2 separate regions of the Rattus norvegicus genome follow, and region 2 is linked to region 1. The links are chromatin contacts, called in public Hi-C maps. All regions are on one chromosome and are shown on one strand. The core of a region is the stretch at or near the end of the contact, and the rest is flanking DNA. Distances in the headings are between cores, read along the strand shown.

The links. Hi-C and Micro-C count contacts between places; a contact is called where the count stands out from the background.
Region 2: a Hi-C map of the A7r5 cell line shows a contact between it and region 1, with 5 times the contacts expected there. The contact joins two enhancer-like sites. A contact is called at or near these places in 10 of 12 Hi-C or Micro-C datasets (the A7r5 cell line, the Rat2 cell line, Schwann cells and 6 more).

What each region holds. Positions count from the first base shown.
Region 1 is chr2:35,570,020-35,574,230 of GRCr8, forward strand. No RefSeq gene overlaps it. Among named protein-coding and RNA genes, the nearest start is that of Cd180, 18 kb to the right of the region's middle. Within about 2 kb of position 2,277, at least 8 of the 93 cell types and tissues checked have an H3K27ac peak or open chromatin away from gene starts, as enhancers often do. A contact at or near this core is called in the A7r5 cell line, where this site is marked.
Region 2 is chr2:35,990,573-35,994,783 of GRCr8, forward strand. All of the region lies in intron 3 of Mast4 (microtubule associated serine/threonine kinase family member 4), which reads right to left. Among named protein-coding and RNA genes, the nearest start is that of Mast4, 220 kb to the right of the region's middle. Within about 2 kb of position 1,794, at least 29 of the 93 cell types and tissues checked have an H3K27ac peak or open chromatin away from gene starts, as enhancers often do. A contact at or near this core is called in the A7r5 cell line, where this site is marked.

The sequences.
Region 1 (4,211 bases), core at 1,027-3,526:
ACTCGGAAGTAAATAACTCAGACCACTGTCCCATATGCAGTCCATTGCTGAGTAAAATATCCTGATGCACATACATAAATATCTATGTAGATATGGTGCCGTTACTGTATATTTAATATTTTCTCTCTCTCTCTCCCTCTCTCTCTCTCTCTCTCTTTCTCTCTCTCTCTCTCTCCCTCTCTCTCTCTCTCATAAATTGTAAAACACTGTGAGAACTAGGAGTTGGGTAGTCATCCATCCAGTGTATTTACTAGACACCTCCACACTGTACCAGGCACTGTCCTGGGACCTCAAATACAAAGGTATTCAACCATTGATGGTCCTGGCTTCCCGAGGTTCTCAGTCTAGCATGTGGAGATGGGTATCTCACGAATAATGCAGTCGACATAAGAAAACTGTTAAAATAGTCTGGGAGGAACATCGTATTTGCTGTTAGGTGGTAGGTAGGTGAGTGGAAATTACTGACAAGATCCAAGATCAACTTAGAAGCTGGAGACTATGTAATTATGAATGAATTCAAGGGAACTTTTATGACAGAGGTGAATCCATAAGTTCTGATTAAAGAAACTTGATGGTAATTACTAATACTTTAATTGGTAGAGAAGGTTGAATAATGAATGGTCTTCCAGAAGGTATTTGTGCTTTAATCCTAAACCTGAGAATTCTACCTTGGCGGGGAGCGTTTTTGCAGATGTGGTTTAATTGAGGAAGTTAAATGGGCAAATTACCAGGATTTTCTAGGTAGGCGCACATGTGATCATGTTCTACCTTGTGACAAGGATCCGATAGGCTGGAATGGTGTGGCATACCTATAATCAGAGCCCCCCGGGAGCTGAGCCAAACATTGCAAGCTGGGTGTCTGTATAAGCTAAATACAAAGAACTTGCCTCAACCTCTACACCTAAAAATCCAAGGTCACGGGAGTATTTAGGGACATCCATACAATGTAAAGAGAGCAAAGAGAAAATCAGTAATGGGGTTGGGGATTTAGCTCAGTGGTAGAGCGCTTGCCTAGGAAGCGCAAGGCCCTGGGTTCGGTCCCCAGCTCCAAAAAAAAAAGAACCAAAAAAAAAAAAAAAAAAGAAAAGAAAATCAGTAATGCTGGCTTAGATCGAAAGATGTGGCCACAGGCAAGTTTGAAAGTTAATTTTGTATATTACCTGACTACACATGAGTTCCCCAGAGATGTGGTCAAATAGAATTCTGTGTGCCCGTAAGCTTGTTTCTGGAGGCTACTAAAGCAGATTGCCCCCCTCCCCCCACCCTGCTCTGGGCCTCACCCAATCAACTGGTCAGAACAAACAGGCTGAGTAGGAAGGGATTTCTCCTCTCTGACTTCCAAACTGGGTACTGGTCGTCTCCTCCCCTCACCCTGGAGCTTAGAACACTTGTTCTAGCTTGATGACTGTACTGCATGTGACACATCTCAGCCTCCCTCTATGACTGCATGAGCCAATTCCAGATGGAAGGATGGATAGATGAGAAATAGATAGATAGATAGATAGATAGATAGATAGATAGATAGATGATAGATAAGCAGACAGATGATTGATAGATAGATAGATAGATAGATAGATAGATGATAGATAGGCAGACAAATGATTGATAGATAGATACATAGATACATACATAAATAGATAGACAGATAGATACATAGATACATAGATACATGCATAGATACATACATAGACACATAGGCAGATGATAGATAGATACATAGATACATACATAGATACATAGATACATACATAGATACATAGATACATACATAGATACATACATAGATACATACATAGATACATACATAGATACATACATAGATATATACATAGATACATAGATAGATAGATAGATAGATAGATAGATAGATAGATAGATAGATAGATAGAGACGATATACATGTAAATTACATAAGTCCTCTCCCTCAGGAAAACAGATTAATATATCAAAGAATGTTAGCAGCCACCAACAGCAGAAAGATACAAACCCATCTCTAAAGGCCACACATCGAGTGCAGCACCTGAAGTTCAGTCCGGCCGAATCTGTTTCAAGTTCCTTATCTGCTGAACTGTAAAGGATATATGTGTACCGTTGAGCCAACCAATTTGTGGTGATATGTCTCAGAGGCCACAGGAAATTAGTAAGATAGGAAATGCTGTAAGACAGACATCAATATTATTTTTGGAGTATGAACCAAGATTCCAATCATACACTGATCGGAAAGACAAGCCAAATGCCAGCTTAGATATGTCACATGTGACTCATAGAATGGGTCTGAGCCACCATTATGCTCCAAGGACACCACAAATAGAAAGCCATGGGAAGTGGGGAAGGCAGCTGTTCTATGCCCCATGTCTAGACTTTTTGACATTGGAAGACCTGGTGGAAGAGAAGTCTGGGGAAGAAAGTAGAAGCCATACATTCTTGGAGCCACAAGACATGAGAGTTTTGGATGGCACTAGAGTGTATGGCAAAATGAATGGCAGTGAAGCAGCCAAGGCCTGCTGTGTGGAGCTGACTGCCTGGGAACGCACATAGACAGCAGACAGTCCCTGTGGAGGACGGATCCAGGAAAGGGCTTGTTCTTGTTCTCTGATGGGAGAGTGTAGAGTGTAGTGCCATATTGGATTTGGGCCTGGCTGCTTTGTAACTGCATGGCCACAGTTAAGAAGTCATGGGATTGTTGGACAGAGGCCTCTCCCATGTATTTACGGCACAGGAAGAAAAGACCAAGTAGTAAACACCCGATATCTCCACTGCATGACCTCTGCTGAGCCCGGCTGATGCATGTGGAACTGACACACCTGGACCACACCTGGGTGGTGGTCAATTTACTTCTGCCTTTTACTTCCTCAGCCTTTATCCTTGAGATTTAGGCTGGTCTTCTGGGATTTCTCCCTAATTAATTCAGGTCTCCTAGTTGGTCTTTTGTTACCGAAGTCACAAGCCAGGTAGTCACGAGCCAGGGTTTCCCACTGTGCTTCCCAGTTATTTTCTACCTGGAGACTTGGGTATATAAGTGGTGAATAAAGCTACAGGAGACTCTCACTATTCCTCTCACTCTCACTCTTCCTTCCGCTCTTCCTCTCTCTCTCTCTCTCTCTCTCTCTCTCTCTCTCTCTCTCCCTCTCTTCCTCTCCTGGCTTGACACGATAACCTCTGTGTGTGTGTGTGTTTCTTTCATCCCGTAGGCTTTCGCCCGATTCTCGGTACCAGGTCGGTGCTGGCGCCGACAGTAGAGCACTGGATCTGCTGACCCAATAGCGAGAACAGTAGGACACGCAGATGCAGGATGCTGTTGCCTCCTGGAGCTGAGAAAACCATCAATGAAGAGGATGCCTCTTTCCCAACAGCACTAGGATCCCTGGGGCCATTTAAGAAATCGCAGTGGTTTCAGATTTTCTAACTTGGGCTCCAGACATTAGAGCTAGCCAGGTAGTTTCAATGTATGTCAGGAGACTCAAAGCAGTCCTGATAGGTATTGTGTCCAAAGGGGACCGGGTATAGATAATTCAAAGCAAGGTCATATATGTGCTATGTGTGTGATCAAAGGAACGCACTGAGGGCTGGGAGTGAAGGAACAACAGCCACGTCACACTGAGTAGAAAATGGAAGATGCCTAGCTGGAAGACTGAATGCACTACTAGTTCTAGAAAGGTCCAGGGACTGATAGCTACACCGTCCGTCCATTTGCCCAACTACAATTGTTGAATGGATTCCCTAATACACTATGGGGGAAGGCAGGCCTGCAACGTCACCAGTTCTACAACTAAGAAGAGGTCCTCAAGCAATAAAAAAAAAAAAAAAAAAGACTCAGAAGCTGTCATAGAATCAAGCACAGAGGAGAGTGTGACTTTAACTTCTGCGCTCTCAAATTATCCCCGTGGCAGGGAGGACACTGGGATATAGTTATTGTGTTCTACACACACCTTAGGAGTATGGAAAATGATGGTCATCTCTTAGTCTCCAGAGGTAGCTAATGCAGTCTTCAAGCCACAAGGACACATCAGCAGTACAGTGCGAAACAGGTCCCCAGTGGAGGAAAGTCTCCTAGCCTTCAACATAGGCAGCAAGGCTGAACTGCCCCGATTTTCTCCCGATAATCTCCGTGCGACCTTCAGAAAGTGACCACTAGGTGGCAGCTGCATGCTGCGAAGAAATGAACCCGACTCCACTTGGTGCTCAGAAGTCAAACTTCCGCTAAGTCCTGT
Region 2 (4,211 bases), core at 544-3,043, 420 kb after region 1:
GTACACTGTCCCTGTCTTCAGACACACCAGAAGAAGGCATCAGAACCCATTACAGATGGTTGTGAGCCACCATGCAGTTGCTGGGAATTGAACTCAGGACCTCTGGAAGAGCAGTCTCTCCAGCCCTGTATGTTTGTTTTTTAGAAAGCAAAGGCACCTGAAGTTTTTATATCTACTCTGCAACCACTCCGGGTTCCTTCTTCCCATCTTTCCTTTTGAACATCTGTCTACCCAGAGACCCAGTGTCGAGGGAGAGAGAGGGTCTCATCAATCCCCAAAGAAGGCTCCTTCTCCCTTGACTTTCGACCTGACCCTGGAGCAGCAGTGACAGAGGAGTGTCAGTTTGCCCCACGCCCCACCAGACCCCCAGAGTTTATAGAGTGCTCTGCAAGCTTTCTAGAATTCATGACAGCTCGGAGGGATGCTCCTAAACGTGTTCATGCACAAGTGTGGTGATGTCAGCTACTTCTCAACGAGGACTATAGATAATGACAAAATATCTCTATCAACCTATCCTGCTACCTGCAAGAGAGAGAAGGCTTCAATGTCTCATCTAATCATTCCCTGGGGAAGTCAATATTGCCAAATGGATACATTCTCCCATTAAACCGCTACATTGTGTTTTCCACTCATAAAATTACTACTGGACACCAATGGGTGTGTTTGCTGCCTCCTTTTAAATTAAAACATTATGGGTCATGTGGGGCACAAAGGGGATGATCATTCATGAGAAGGCATGCAAAGATCTACTGTGGCAACAGTCATGCCCCCATGTCTCAGAATGAAACAGGGACTCTGAATGGCACAGTCAAGCTTTGCTCGAGAGCTTTGATCAAATGCCTTTCTGTGCTTGTATTTCAATCCCTTCTTAATGTTTGTATTTTATTTCCACTCCTTTCACTTATAAATGATAATGATTGACTTTTTCTTGGTCATATACTATGTATCAATCAGTCATCTCACTGAACACTGAACAGTAACAGTCCCACAAATCAGGTAAGCCCCTTCCCTGCCAGAGATGAGGAACTGGCATTCTGAGGGATTATGTATTTTCTAAGATTCTACGCCAAGGACAGGCAGGATAGAGCCACCAATTCAGATCAGACTGGAGTCTACATTCCTACCTCCATCCTCTCCTCTCCTCACCACTCCCCTCCCCTCCCCTCCCCTCCCCTCCTCTCCTCTCCTCTCCTTCCCTCTCATTGTTAAACCAAGGAGGGAAAGAGAGACTGATGGAGATGTGAAAGGCACTAGATCTTTTATCTCCTAAGGGGGGTGGGGAGGATGATCATAGGAGATCAGCGATCAGAATATACCATCAAAGGTGCAGGAATCCCAAGTGGTCCCTATATGCCTTGGGCTTCTAACAGAAAAGGAATGTGAGAAAGGAGGAGTGAGAGCCCATGAGTAGGACTGAGAGAGAGGGCATCCAGAGACAGGCTAGATAGAACAGCTCTGGGTTTCCCCTCAGTCTGAACAGCCCTTGGGTCTCTGCCTTCTCAATTACACGCTTCCAAATACAACCAGCACTTAGTTACAATCACACTACCTACGCAGAGCCAAGGGCATTCTCCTAGTTGCTATGCCCAGCACGGCATATGTCCCGGGGGCGGGACAGTGTTGGCAGCCCTTTCTTTCCTAGTCCAATAACTTTTCTGGAATTTACCACCAAGGGAATTCTCCTTAAATCCCCCTCTCCGTTTTCAGCAAATGACTCAGAGCAAGGCTGATCTACTCTGAGCAGTGCTGGGAAGGAGAGGGGGAATTCCCAGTCATGACGTCACTCTTCATTCCCCAAAGGCTGCCCTGTGTAGCCAGCCTGCCAGCCCGATCCAAGCTCTGCCACACGCCAGTGTACAGGCTGTGGCAAGTCCCTCTTCCGTGGAGCCTCCTCTTTCTTAGGTGTCAAGGTATCATGGGCTTGGGGAAGAGGAAAGAGAAAGGAGTAACCTGATGGGAAATGTGGAAGCCAGCACCAGTGTACTGAGGGGACACTCAGCACAGCCCTGTATGGGAACTCATGGCCTTCCTCTGTGGCACACAAGCAGGACTTCACAGTGCTCTTCCTCCTTCCACTCAGAGCCTCTCAGAGAGCCTCTGCCTCCCAAGGCCCGTGGGCCACAGTCCTGGCTTCCAGAATCTTCTGTCCAGGAATTCAATCATGGATAAGGAGAAGGCCGAGGCCTCACTCTCATCTGTGGGAAAGTGGAGCTCAGAAAACACTGGGGAGCTGGGGTGTGCAGGTCCAAGGCACACAATGTTGTCACCTTTGTGATGAGAGCAGATGATGCTTTTGACAAAGTTGGACACCCACCCTTATTACTCTCCAACATGCGTACTGAGTTATTATGATAATGCATCCTAATGTTAGCACTGTTGAATCCTAGAAATATTTACTGCTTATTAAAAGAACACACGAATAACAAGATCTTAATAACTACCAGTGTCATCAGTGGTCAGAGGTAACCAGGGCCCCAGCAATGGGCCCACTTCATTTAAAGTTCCAGTAGATGCCACCCAGGGACAAGCACTGTAGCCACAAATGATCTTCTCTTGTATTTTAAGATAGTAATTTGAAGTGGTCCAGCTCTAACCTCTAAGGAAAAAACAGGTTTGTTTATGCACATAAATGCACGCTCTCACCAAGCATAGTGTATATATCTGCATCCCGAAACGATGTCAAATCCATCAGGAAGGAGGACTCCAACAAAGGGCTGGACGCCTCCAAGCTTTCTAGAGACAGGCGTACTCCTCCTCACTCAAACAGAATCTGAGGGCCTAACACCTTCCCACTGACAAAACCCCCAGAGTAGCATTTTCAAAAACACATTTAATTTGGTTCAAATTGCAGGTGGGGTCAGTAGCAAGCATATGCCTATGAAATCTGCTGCAGCCCACGCTTCTCTCGCAGAGCTCCCTTTCCATCCCGCCTGTAATCTGAAGACCGTCTCAACGCATGCAACCCGTGATTCCTACTGTGAAACATGCATGATTTTGCTGAAGGCTCTTTCATAAGAAAGCTACGTTGTCTTGACGTCTGCATCACCATTTTTTATCTAATTATTTCTGGCATATTAGCCATCAAATCACTACTGACAACATGATAGGAATCACGGAATTGGAAAAAAAAATTACATCCTGGGAGGAAATAATAAAATATAAATCACATACATAATTTTCTTTTGAACATTTTAACAATGACATCCTCATATACATATGAAATATAGCAGGCTGTCCTCATAAATGCCCTAGCATCAATCACAGCAGGAAAATACCCTCTACTTTGCGAACACACAAAACCAACAAAATGTAGCATTTTCTCATAAAACCGGGTAATACAACTTCATTTTTTTCTCATACGGCATTTATGAAGATCTGACGATTGGAAAGAGCGCCAATATATTTTTTTCAATTATGTCCCTGCGTCTCTAAGTGGTGCCTAGCTAACAATGGGACTGGTACTTAGGAAAACTCTGTGTTTCACATTCACAGAGCATGGGCGTGGGTGTGTGAAGTGACATGGGCATAGCACTGTGGCACGCCTATCAACCACGCAGGCTTCAGACAGGCCTGCGTTGACACAACGATGCTACAAAGGGTGCCTGGATCAACCAAGTATTTTACCAAGCTTATAAAATGGGAGGTTCTAAAATGAGTGACAGGAGATAAGATAAACCTTGAGATAAAATACAAGGCTGCCTTGTTCTTAATCTTCTGAATGGTATTCCGATCATGGTAGATTTGTTGGTCCAGAGATTATAGGAAGCACTGTCAGGCTCTATACATTCAACTTACTATGTATTTGTCTGTCTGTCTGTCTGAGTATGGATGGATATGTGCAGAAGTATGGGTACCTAGGGCCACACAGAGGCGAGAGGCATCAGAGCCTGTGAGCTGCCAGGTATGGGTTATGGTAGCTGAACTTGGTCATCTGGAAGAGCAAGCTCCTTACCACTGAACTCTCTCTCCAGCCCCATAGCGACTCTATTTTTTTTTTTTTTTTAATTCTATGGTGACAAGAGGCTAATTATAAGTTAAATGAACTATTACCTAGGCAAACTTCTTGGAATATCAAAGTATAAAAACCATCTGAAGAAATAAAATCCAAAAGTTTTTTTTTCTAATTAAAAACATTTTTTGTTTTTATCCTTGGAATTTAAAAGCCAAGTGGGTAAGATGGCTCAGTGGTTAAAGGTGTTTACCCCACAAGT